Regions from separate parts of the Podarcis muralis genome. Here region 1 is linked to region 2. Evidence: chromatin contacts called from public Hi-C data. All regions are on one chromosome and are shown on one strand. The core of a region is the stretch at or near the end of the contact, and the rest is flanking DNA. Distances in the headings are between cores, read along the strand shown.

What was found. A called contact is a pair of places that touch in the nucleus more often than the background predicts.
Region 1: a Hi-C map of tail shows a contact between it and region 2, with 5 times the contacts expected there. The contact joins the promoter of LYSMD4 here to the promoter of LOC114584561 in region 2. A contact is called at or near these places in 2 of 3 Hi-C or Micro-C datasets (blood and tail).

What each region holds. Positions count from the first base shown.
Region 1 is chr14:23,410,447-23,416,139 of rPodMur119.hap1.1, reverse strand. It overlaps LYSMD4 (LysM domain containing 4), which reads right to left and starts at 3,790. Exons shown (of 3, transcript XM_028706717.2): 1 at 3,678-3,790; 2 at 73-361. The coding sequence starts at 348. It overlaps LOC114583954 (a long non-coding RNA gene), which reads left to right and starts at 3,895. Exons shown (of 4, transcript XR_013390668.1): 1 at 3,895-5,693.
Region 2 is chr14:23,122,279-23,128,230 of rPodMur119.hap1.1, reverse strand. It overlaps LOC114584561 (protein Lines homolog 1-like), which reads right to left and starts at 2,342. Exons shown (of 17, transcript XM_028706527.2): 1 at 2,229-2,342; 2 at 1-34. It overlaps ASB7 (ankyrin repeat and SOCS box containing 7), which reads left to right and starts at 2,368. Exons shown (of 6, transcript XM_028706537.2): 1 at 2,368-2,392.

The DNA of each region.
Region 1 (5,693 bases), core at 2,541-5,040, 290 kb before region 2:
CAGAAATGTAAAAACAAAACAAAACCCCCACCACGGACGTCATCAATCGCTTCCAAGGAAGCTACTTCTTACTTTGCATCCATACTGCAGTGCCAATTTGTTCAGATTGTCGTCTTTGCTAACTTGGCGTTCTAGCAGAACCACATCCCCAACTTTCTCTGCGGCAGCCTTGCGCCTCCGTTGCTCCTTCCCCCTCGCTCGCAATTCCATGACGTCAAGTTCCTCCTCTGACGAGGAGTCATCCGAATCTGACGGCCTGCTTCTGAACAGGTAAACTTGGCTGCTTGAGAACTTTCGGATGCTGGCAGGAGCCTGGAAGGGCTGAGTCAGTGCCTCACTCAGCCTCATGCTTTACAAAAACCTCTGCAACACAACACAAAGCATTTGGAGTATTATTATTTTAAATGATCATAAAATGAGCAATATACCTTAACAACAGTTGGGAATCTGGGATGCCACAGATGAAGCTTAGCTCAGCAGCCATGGCAGAAGGGTTCAGATTACTCATTATGCTAAGTAAGCTCTAGGACAGGGACTCAGACCGTGCCCATCCTTTAGATTTTGCTGTGACTCATACTCTGACAACCTTCTTTCTTTTTATCATCTTCAATACTGAAACCTCAAAAAGCACTTTCCCTTTTGGCTATTTCTGTAGCTTCCTGCATCTCATACACGGTTATGAGAAGGGATGGAGACATCAACCTATGTCTGGTCTATTCCATATCAGTTCTGCATTTAGTTCATCCACAAATCTGCTGCAGAAAATGGTCAGAACAATCTGGATTAAGGGGGGGGGGGGAAACCTGCAATATTTTTTTTTTGGTATTTAAATACATATTATCTCATTGTACATACTTATAAACTATCATCACCATCATTATCTTTACTCTAAGGTCCCAGGACGGGTAACAACAATTAAAACACAGTGTTAAAAACAGTTTAAAACAACTTACAGAAATAAAGTGGGTGCTAAAAATATGCACCTCAAGTGTCCAATGCCAGAGTAAAGAGCTGTGTCTTCAGCATTTGTCAAATCGGGATAATGAATGTGCCAGATGTACCGCTGGGGATGGGGGGAAGGAGTTCCACAACTGCCACAGACAAAGCCCTTCCCCAGCCATCCCTCCCTGAGCTTCTGAGAACATAGAATGATGAACACTGAAACAGCCTTCTACAACTGGCCTGCATAGCTTAGTACTGTCTACACCAGACATAGCCAATGTGCTGCGCTCCAGACCTTGTTGGACTCCAACTGGCCCCTGCCGTCATGGGCAACAGGGAAGATGTGGGTTGTAATCCAGCAACATCTAGAAGACACCATATTGGCTACCCCTGGTCTGCAGCAGCTGACAACAGCACTCCAGCATTTCAAACAGGAGGACAGCAGGGATTGAACCTGGGTCCTTTGGCTTTATCACTGAGCCCGTCCCCAAAGCAAAGGTTGAACATACCTTCCAGGTGCTAAGAGATCCCCGTGACAGGAGTGACTCTCTGCCTTCCAAGGCTAAAGATCTTTTGAAAACTTACACGCCCTGTTTCAGAACACTTTATGTCCCAGGACAGCCTGCCTTGCTTTGATGACTTGTCCACCGGCAAGTTGCGTCAGGGAAGGCTCAGAGTAGCCCCTTCAAAATTGGTTTGGACCTTCAGTTATCCCATCCCTTGATAAATAATCATGACTGGGCCATAGACTCTGCCCCCACCCAGTAGTCTTTTTTCTTTAAATCCAAGAATGGAAAATCAGAGCCACATGTTCAGGTTATCTTATTCTCAGGTCTTTGATCTAATCCTTGGGGAAAATTAAGAGCTACTGCTGTTCTCACTTACTAGAACAGATAAGAAGGGCCCTGCTGCCACATCAAGCCAAAAATCCTGTTTCCAACAGAGCACAGCCAGATGCTGCCTCCAACAGGCTCTCAAGTAGCATGAAAGCACCCTCGCTCTCATCAGCATAGGATTTCCTTCCCAGGCCCCTCAAGGCCTTCTCCTCTGTACATCAGGAGAATGATGCCAGATAAGGGGACATCGCTGTTCAACTTTCTATTGTTTTGGCAGCGTATCATATTTGTGCCCTAACCTACCTGATTATAATCTCCCAAATCAACTATTCTATTCTGAACTTAAAAATAGAAAGTGTAATGCTGGTGGTCAGCAAAAGAGGATCAAAGACTCTCTCAAGGCAAATCCAAAAAAAAATGTAGTGTAAACACTGACAACTGGAAAACACTGGCCTGTGAGTGCTCCAGTTGGAGAACAGCCTTTACCAAAGGTGTCATGGGTTTTGAAGACACTCGAACTCAGGACAAAAGGGAGAAATGCACTAAGAGGAAGGCACAATTAGCAAACCCTCACAGTGATCAACTCCTGCCCAGAAACCTATGCCCCCACTGTGGAAGGATGTGGATCCAGAATTGGCCTCCACAGTGTCTTACAGACTCACTGTTAAAACCATGTTTATGGAAGACAATCTTACTCGGCTACAAGTGATCGCTGAAGAAGAGGGAGGAGGAGGTAGGTGTTGCTTTTAAAAAAACATTGCCCTAAACTACAGGGTGGGGGGGGGGGGGAGAGAAGGGACCAATTAAAGCTACCTGCATTCCCCATTACCCTCCAACCAGATCAAAAGAAGTATCCTAGTAGAAAATAGTTGTGCAATTTTGGACTTTGGACTCAATTTGGCACACAAAGAGCCTTTAGATGGTAATGTGTGTCAGCACAGTTTGACGTAAGCTGGCCCTGCCCTCTTTGGGAGCCCTCATGCTCTTTTTGCTGAGTCTCTGTTTAAAAGGCCCACACTGAGGGCACCACATCAATAGCAGCTCCACACATTAGGCAGTAAACAGCATGAATAAATGTGGACTGTATTATACAGACTCCAGGATGTGCTTAAAAGCAAAACCATATCCCTTCAATTAGTTGACTAGCACAAAAGGGCAACAGGTTCCCCGCACCGCAAACCTACTGGGCTAGTTTACTAGATGCACAAACAAAGCTTTAGTTAGCATCCCAAACTATGACACACACACCCTCCACCCCGGAAGTCTTAAGTGCTGCAGTCCTGAATTTCAATGCCTCAGTCATCCTCTGCCTTGTTCTGTGTATGGGGTAGAGGAGTCCTACCTGCACACCTCAAAGAAAGCCGTACAAGTTAAAAAGAAAAACCACTCTCCACATCAACACACCCCTGGCTCCCTTTCTAAGCCCCTGGAGCAAAGAGCAAAGATTCCTACACATCATTTGTTTATTGCAATGGAAAATGGTGTGTGTGTGTGTGTGTGTGTGTGTGTGTGTGTGTGTAAATACCCAGGCAAATTCTCTTCTCTGCCCACACTCCCAAGCAATAAAAGGAAACACTTGTAGCGTGATCCTGGCCAGATCTACTCAGAGGCAAGTCCTAGTGAATTAATGAGGCTTACTCCCAAGGAAAGTGGGTTTTTAGTATTGCGAGCCAAACGCCTCCAAAAGCAAAGCCTGGTCTACTCAGAGGCAAGTACCACTCAATCAAATGGGGCTTACTGCCAGGAAAGTGTGGGGTTTAGAATTGCAGCCCTTACAAAGAACAGAGGAGCCCCCCAGTTGAAGGGGAACCCAGAACTCCCAGGTTCAAGGGTGTCCCTTCCAGATCAGCTGCTCCTGATCTAATACTCCCATCCCCACCAACCACCATTCAGCCCTACCTGCTTTTATTTGCAGGCGACCTGCTTCCCAGCTGCCCCTCTTCCTTCCTTCCTTCCTCTCGCCCCAGCTGCTTGGCCTCACCCGAACTTGCTGTGGGCTGCCTCTCCGGCCGGATAGTTCGGAATGGCCCAGGAAAGGCGGGCAAGAGCAGCATCGCAGCCAATCACCTGCTAGAATGGGCACGGCTAGGGCTTGGTGGGCGGAGGCGGGCGTAGAGCAGTTCCTTGAAGTCAAGTTCGGCGGAGAGGTCAGCGCAGGAACGTGCCTCGGGAGGCGGAGGAGGGAAGCGCGCGTTGGCCTTAAAGGAACAGCAGCCTTGTTTGTTTGTTTTTTAACCCCCTTCTTTCTTTGCTCCCCATAGATATTGGAAGGTGTGGGGAAAGGCAGTACTCTAGCAGCAGTAGCAGGGGGCTGAGCTTGCTGGGGCCTCGTATGAAGGCCGCTTCATAATTGCTGTCAAGAATAAATTGCTCCAGTATACCTGAAGGAGCGTCTCCACCCCCATCGTTCTGCCCGGACGCTGAGGTCCAGCGCCGAGGGCCTTCTGGCGGTTCCCTCATTGCGAGAAGCAAAGCTACAGGGAACCAGGCAGAGGGCCTTTTCGGTAGTGGCGCCCACCCTGTGGAACACCCTTCCAGCAGATGTCAAAGCGATAAACAACTACCTGACATTCAGAAGACATCTTAAGGCAGCCCTGTTCAGGGAAGTTTTTAATGTATGATATTTTAGTGGGGTTTTTGGTTTCTATGGAAGCCACCCAGAGTGGCTGGGGAAACCCAGCCAGATGGGCGGGGTACAAATAATAAATTATTATTATTATTATGAGGTAATTGTTGCAGCCAAATTCCTAGGAACAGGGGATGCAGCCTTGTTTATTTACTGCATTTTTATACCACCCTCTCCTCCAAAGATGGGACGCGGGTGGCGCTGTGGGTTAAACCACAGAGCCTAGGACTTGCTGATCAGAAGGTCAGTGGTTCGAATCCCCGCGACGGGGTGAGCTCCCGTTGCTCGGTCCCTGCTCCTGCTAACCTAGCAGTTTGAAAGCACATCAAAGTGCAAGTAGATAAATAGGTACCACTCCGGCGGGAAGGTAAACGGCATTTCCATGCGCTGCTCTGGTTCGCCAAAAGCGGCTTAGTCATGCTGGCCACATGACCCGGAAGCTGTACGCCGGCTCCCTCAGCCAATAAAGCGAGATGAGCACCGCAACCCCAGAGTCGGTCACGACTGGACCTAATGGTCAGGGGTCCCTTTACCTTTACCTCCTCCAAAGAGTTCAAGGGGATGCCCTTGTTTTTCCTCCCCTTCCCCGTTTTAGCCTCACAACAACCCTGCGGCGTAGGTGAGGCTGGGAGACAGCGACTGGGCGAGGTCACGCAGGTCTGAACCCCCAGAGTTTTTCCAAGCCCTAGGCCTAAAATCAGCTTAGTAAATTTGCAACAAGGCTGTAAAATAGTCCAGTAGTCCAGATAGTCCAGTATCATTCTCTCCATATTGCTGGTGGAAGGCTGGGGATTTTAACCCGGGGCTCCTTGGTCGTAGGCCAGCACTCTAACCACTACACTGCACTGGCTCTCAAGTCAGGATAACTTTGCATCAATGAAGACAAGGAAGACTTTGCTTAGACCTGCAATTCCTGTTGCATGCACCTAGACACAGAAAGTGTTTCCAACTTTATTTTGTTCCTTGCTTTCTAATTTTGTAGGATATGTTTGATACACATTTACTATGTTCTTCCAGCTTGTCTGTGATGTAAACTGTGCCAGCTCTTGCCAGGGAATGGCCCTCCTTTTTCCAAGAGCTGCGTGTGAGATTTCTGCTTCTCGCACGCAGTGGCGTAGCGTGGATTGTCAGCACCCGGGGCAAGGCAAGTAATTTGCGCCCCCTAACCCATGGATTTGCGCCCCCTAACCCGTGGATTTGCGCCCCCTAACCTGTGGATTTGCCCTAACCCCAGATGTTGCGCCCGGTGCGGCCGGCCCCCCCTGCACCCCCCACGCTACGCCACTGCT
Region 2 (5,952 bases), core at 1,093-3,592:
TTCATCATTTCATGCAGCTTTTTCTCTGGTGCATCTAGAATTAAAGGCAATAATGAATATCATCATCAGCAGGAAATTGTTAAATCAGCAAGAAGACCAAACAGTTTAGATTAGTTATCTGATGGGAAGTAAGTACTTTTGTAAACAGTGCAATCTTATGCATATCTATGGGGGACATAAAGCATATCAGAACTATGAATATTGAACTCCTTGAAAGAAAGGCTGGATATAGCAATAAAAATAGATACTGCAGCCCAACAGTGCAGTTCTTTACAAGTCTATTCGAAGCAGACACTAATGAGGTCACCCTCCTAGAAAAGTATGTATAAGATCGCAGTCTAAATCTACTATTGCATACAATTTATCAAGAAAACACATGGCTTTGGCAAATAAAACATTTCAGCCAAACAAATACACATTTCAGCTAAACAAACACACATTTCAGAACTATGTTCATTTCTGAAAACTCACCCATACCTGAGACCATTAAGAGAAGTAAGGATGCAACCTACTAGGTTAATCAACCTAGGTTGTTTCTTAGGTTAATTATTACTATGATTGGCACAATGCTGTTGTAATAGGAAGCGTTTTGAAATCTTTAGAGTGCTATATAACAAATGCTACAAATATTAAGTAATATAAAGCACAAGAACTTTTTTGCATCCTACTCCTTCCCTCATATGCCTCATCTTAAAACTTATCAATATACCCATCTCTTCCTGGTAGTCCTTCCTTGAAACCTGATACATTTACAGAGCACAATGAGGTGGTAGGATCCTGAAGGGGCTGAATGGACTTTTGTACGCTGTATATATTACAAAAACCAAAATCTGAAGTCCAGCACCAGCACAGGATGAACAGAACTGCACACAGGATGGAGTTGATGACAGATAACAGCTCCGTCTGTGATGTGCTAGTGGTTGGTGAGGGATAATTCCATTTTTATTTTTTTAACTAGGACAGTTCATTAAGAATGTAAGAGTCCTGCTGGATCAAACCGAAGGCTCGTTTAGCCTTCTACCTGGCTATTTTTCTGACTGGAAATTGTTTTTTTTTTGGGGGGGGGGGGTTAAATTGATATACAGTGGCACCTCAGGTTAAGTTCTTATTTCGTTCCTTGGCCACAGTGCTAACACCAATACAGTGGTACCTCGGGTTACGTACTTAATTCGTTCCGGAGGTCCGTACTTAACCTGAAACTGTTCTTAACCTGAAGCACCACTTTAGCTAATGGGGTCTCCTGCTGCTGCTGTGCCGCCGGAGCACAATTTCTGTTCTCATCCTGAAGCAAAGTTCTTAACCCGAGGTACTATTTCTGGGTTAGCGCAGTCTGCAACCTGAAGCATATGTAACCTGAAACGTATGTAACCCAAGGTACCGCTGTATAGTGTTTTGTTGGAAGCTGCCCAGAGTGGCTGGGGAAACCCAGCCAGATGGGCGGGGTATACATAATAAATTATTATTATTGAATTATTGCAACCATGTAGATATATTGCAATCAGTCACTGCTTCTCAGCCTAACCTACCTCACAGGGTTGTTGTGGGGATTAAAGAAGGAGACAAGCAGAAGCACAACTTGAGCTCCTTGGGCGGGGGGGGGGTGGGGTGGGAAATAAATGCAACATAACATTAGTGATTAGTCCATCATCTTGTTGACTCTTTGGAAGCCCACAAGCAGAGCCAAAACATAGTAACTCCTCTCCTGCTCGCGTTCCCCAGCAGCCGGTTTTCTGAAGCACGCTGCCTCTCATAATAAAGGAAGCCTTCCCCCCCCCCCCAAACCTGCAGTGTGGTACAGTCCACTCAACCCGCTCAAGGCTCTACCACCGCGTCCCGAGAGCGAAAAGCCGTCCCCCCCCCCCGCAAGGCCCTCCAACAGCATCACTACAACGAACGCCCGTGCGTTGCTAGGCAACCCACCCCAGCTTCTAGGCCTAGCCATCGAAGCAGCGCTAACACCTCCTCTTGGAAAGTCCGAGCGACCCGCCTTCCCCGTCGCAAAAAACAACAACCCTGGTTCGCGCTTTCCGGCACTGAGGGAGATAAGGAAGGCTCCGCCCCGCTCTTTCTCTTAGCAGCGAACCGTAGAACATATAGATCTTTTAATTTTCAAAAAATAGAGTGACACCAATACCCGGAACTTCCGGTGGGAGTCCATAGAGATAAGAAAAGTTTAGAGTAAATTCGCGCAGCATGAACTTTAGGGGAATTAAACGGAAAATCGCTACCGGCCATCGCTTTGTATGTGGGGAGCCGCTCTCCCACTGCCTATCTGAACGAAAAGCTCTTTTTCTACACCCGGCGTTAGCAGGCGAGACAACAACAACAAAAAAGTTACTGCCATGATTCCGGAAGTGCCGAAAGGGAGTGCAGCGGGACTGTGCCCCTTATGGTGAGGCGGAGGGAGTGGGTGGGGGGGACAGAGAGGAAGAGAGCGAGAGCGAGGGGGGGGGAGGGAACGGGGATGTGGGAGGGGAGGAGCGCTCGGAACCCCCGCGCGGCCCAATCGGGAGAGGCGGTGGGCTGCGGCGCGAGGCGGAGGGGAGGCGAGCGCGGCCGCTGATTGGCTGGGCGCCGGGGTCAGCCCCTGCCCGGTGACCCCGGAGTGAGGAGAGGAGGTGGCTCCTCCTCAGTCAGTCAGTCGGTCGGTGCAAAGTGAGTCTCCCTCCGCAGCCGCTTCTCTTCTTCGCCCTCCCAGCAGTGCCTACGGCTCCCTTCTCCTCCTCGAGTACGCAAGCCCTCCCCCCCTTGCCCCGCCAGCGAGGGGGCGAAGTGGCCGCGGGCTGGCGGCTGGGCCGGGCCCGTGAGTGACTGAAAAAGAGAGAGAGAGAGAGAGAGAGAGACGGAAAGACAGACAGGTAACGGCCGGCGAAGAGGGAGGGGCTTAGCGGCCCCCTCCCCCAATAGCAGCACGGGCTGGGGGAGAGGAGAGGCGGTAGCAGCAGCAGCTGCTGCTGTTATTATTATTATTGGGTGAGCCTCACCTGGGATGGTGGAGGAGGGGCAGGGATAGGATAGGGATAGGATATCTGCCTTGGCTCCTTGCTTGCAAGCTAGAGAGGGGCCTGCTCCGCTAGAGGTTTGGTAGGGTGCTTAGCCCCTTCGCCATATCAGAAGGGGTGGCTAGGTTTACCCAGTTTTCCTTTGCAACTGCTGTTTCTTTAATTATTTATTTCAGTGAACGCTCCTTAACCTAGCTTTATGGCTGTAGTTGTTTTGTTTTTGTAATTGTGTTTGTTTGTTTTTAACTCTTATAACCTATCCTAGGACCTCTGGCTGACAGACAGGTAAGAAGGCTACTAAAAAAATGTAGACCTTGCAGGGAAAGGCTGGTAAGAAACTGGAAAAAAATGGCTATAAAAGTTAAGAGTCTGAGGGTGGAAAAAATGTTAGAACCCTTCTGGGGTCAGGCAGAGAGAGTGTTTTGTTTCTCCTGTAGTAGTTTGCTGCATTTTTGTGCTGAGGAGGGGGCTTCTCTTCCCTGATTTTTCTTTGGCTTCTGTGCTAGTTGTCTTCTGCTTGTAGTTCATCCTAGCCATAGTGAGCTAGTGTTTCAGTACAACCTAAAGAAACAACTTACCATTGTTTATTATCCTGTAATTGTTGCTTGGCTGCTTTATTGTATCCACATAAATAACTTAATTATTTTATAATAGTGTCTGAAAACGATATCCCTCCCCCTGCCAAAGTGAAAGACTCATAGTGTTGGATGGTACATTAAAGGTCATTTAATCCAACCTCTGCCAGTGCTGTTGCTACAGCATCCCCCAAATGTGGCAATCTAACCTCTGATTAAAAAGCTCTAATGCTGAAGTGCCTATCACATTCTGAAGTACAGTAGTCTTTCACTGTTCAACAGCTTGTGCTACCAGGAAGCTTTTACTTTAGTTTAGTTTCTTTAGTTTCAATTTCTGTACATGTCTACTTGGAAGTTCATTTCATTGAGTTTAGTGGGGCTTACTTTCTAATGATGTGGTTAAGATTGTAGTGCTAGGTTGTGTGTTGATGGGGAGTTATGAAATGTGGCCACTTTTTTGTCAGAGGCAAATTGGAAGCTTGGGAACATAGTTGGAGATTATAAGAATAGATTCAGAAGGAATAAATGTGACTCATTTGGAAGAATCGGAAAGATGATGGGGTGGGTTAGTTGTGTTAATAAGAGTTCTGTTTGGGCGGGTGGAGTTTGCTTTCTAACAGCATCTGACTGGCCACGGGTTTCCCATCTCTGGGAGAAGGGAAGCAGGTAAATCAAGATGAGTTGATCTGGGAAGGGTATGTGGTGAGGAATGAGGTGACCTATATTGTCACCTCTGCTCAAGTTCCACCCCTTCTCTGGCATGAAGGAATTGAAAAGTAATGGTGAGTTCTTTTCTTTGGATTAAAAACTATGTGTTTAGAATGAGAAGCCTTTTCTGAGTACCTCAGAGATTTAGGATTTTTGTCACCTTCCACACGTCTCACGGAAATGTAGAGAATGCAGTAAAGCAGCTCAGCAGTTTAAAACAGTAAAGAAAAGAGCAGCAGATAAAACAGCTATACCAGCTAGACACTTACAGGATATACATATTCACATAGCTGGGAAGGCATGTTTACAATTGTTTCTGGAAAGTGCAGGTAGTGGGCATCTGTCATATATTGAAAGGAATGCTTTTCCATAGAACCACATTGCTACCTGCTCCAAATTACTATGGAGTGGGCTTCTGAAATCTTTGGACGTTGTAGGAGAAGCTCCCCTGCAGATCGCAGTGATCATATGTGGGATATGGAAGAAGTTGATTCTGCATAGCAGATTAACACATCTGCCCCCATTACCCACTTTCTCTATGTTCTGAGTGGACATGTGGCCTTTTATAGCACTCTTCTTGGTGTGTCTGGGGGGGGGGGAGTTAATATACTGACATCCAAGTACAGTGGTGCCTCGCAAGACGAAATTAATTCGTTCCGCAAGTCTCTTCGTCTTGCGGTTTTTTCGTCTTGCGATGCACGGTTCCCCATAGGAATGCATTGAAAATCAATTAATGCGTTCCTAGGGAAACCGCCTTCAGACCAGGTCCGGGGACAGTCTGTCCCCGGACCTCTTCTGAAGGCTGGGGGGGGGGGGGAACAAGGGCTTTTCTTCCCACCCCCAGCATTTTAAAAAACCCCGGGACAGCGGAGGACTTCTCCGCTCTCCGAGGCGATTTAAAAGCCCCTGGGAAGGCAGGCAGGGGGGACAAAGACTTTCGCCCCCCGCCCGCCTTCAGAAGGTGTTCCCGCCCCCGCCCCGCTTCGGAACAGCTTTCCGAAGTGGGGCGGCTGGGGCAGATGTCCCCGCCCCCCCTCCCCGCTTCGGAACAGCTTTCCGAAGTGGGGCGGCTGGGGCAGGTGTCCCCGCCCCCCCTCCCCGCTTCGGAACAGCTTTCCGAAGTGGGGCGGCTGGGGCAGGTGTCCCCGCCCCCCCTCCCCGCTTCGGAACAGCTTTCCGAAGTGGGGCGGCTGGGGCAGGTGTCCCCGCCCCCCCTCCCCGCTTCGGAACAGCTTTCCGAAGTGGGGCGGCTGGGGCAGGTGTCCCCGCCCCCCCTCCCCGCTTCGGAACAGCTTTCCGAAGTGGGGCGGCTGGGGCAGGTGTCCCCGCCCCCCCTCCCCGCTTCGGAACAGCTTTCCGAAGTGGGGCGGCTGGGGCAGGTGTCCCCGCCCCCCCTCCCCGCTTCGGAACAGCTTTCCGAAGTGGGGCGGCTGGGGCAGATGTCCCCGCCCCCCCTCCCCGCTTCGGAACAGCTTTCCGAAGTGGGGCGGCTGGGGCAGGTGTCCCCGCCCCCCCTCCCCGCTTCGGAACAGCTTTCCGAAGTGGGGCGGCTGGGGCAGGTGTCCCCGCCCCCCCTCCCCGCTTCGGAACAGCTTTCCGAAGTGGGGCGGCTGGGGCAGGTGTCCCCGCCCCCCCTCCCCGCTTCGGAACAGCTTTCCGAAGTGGGG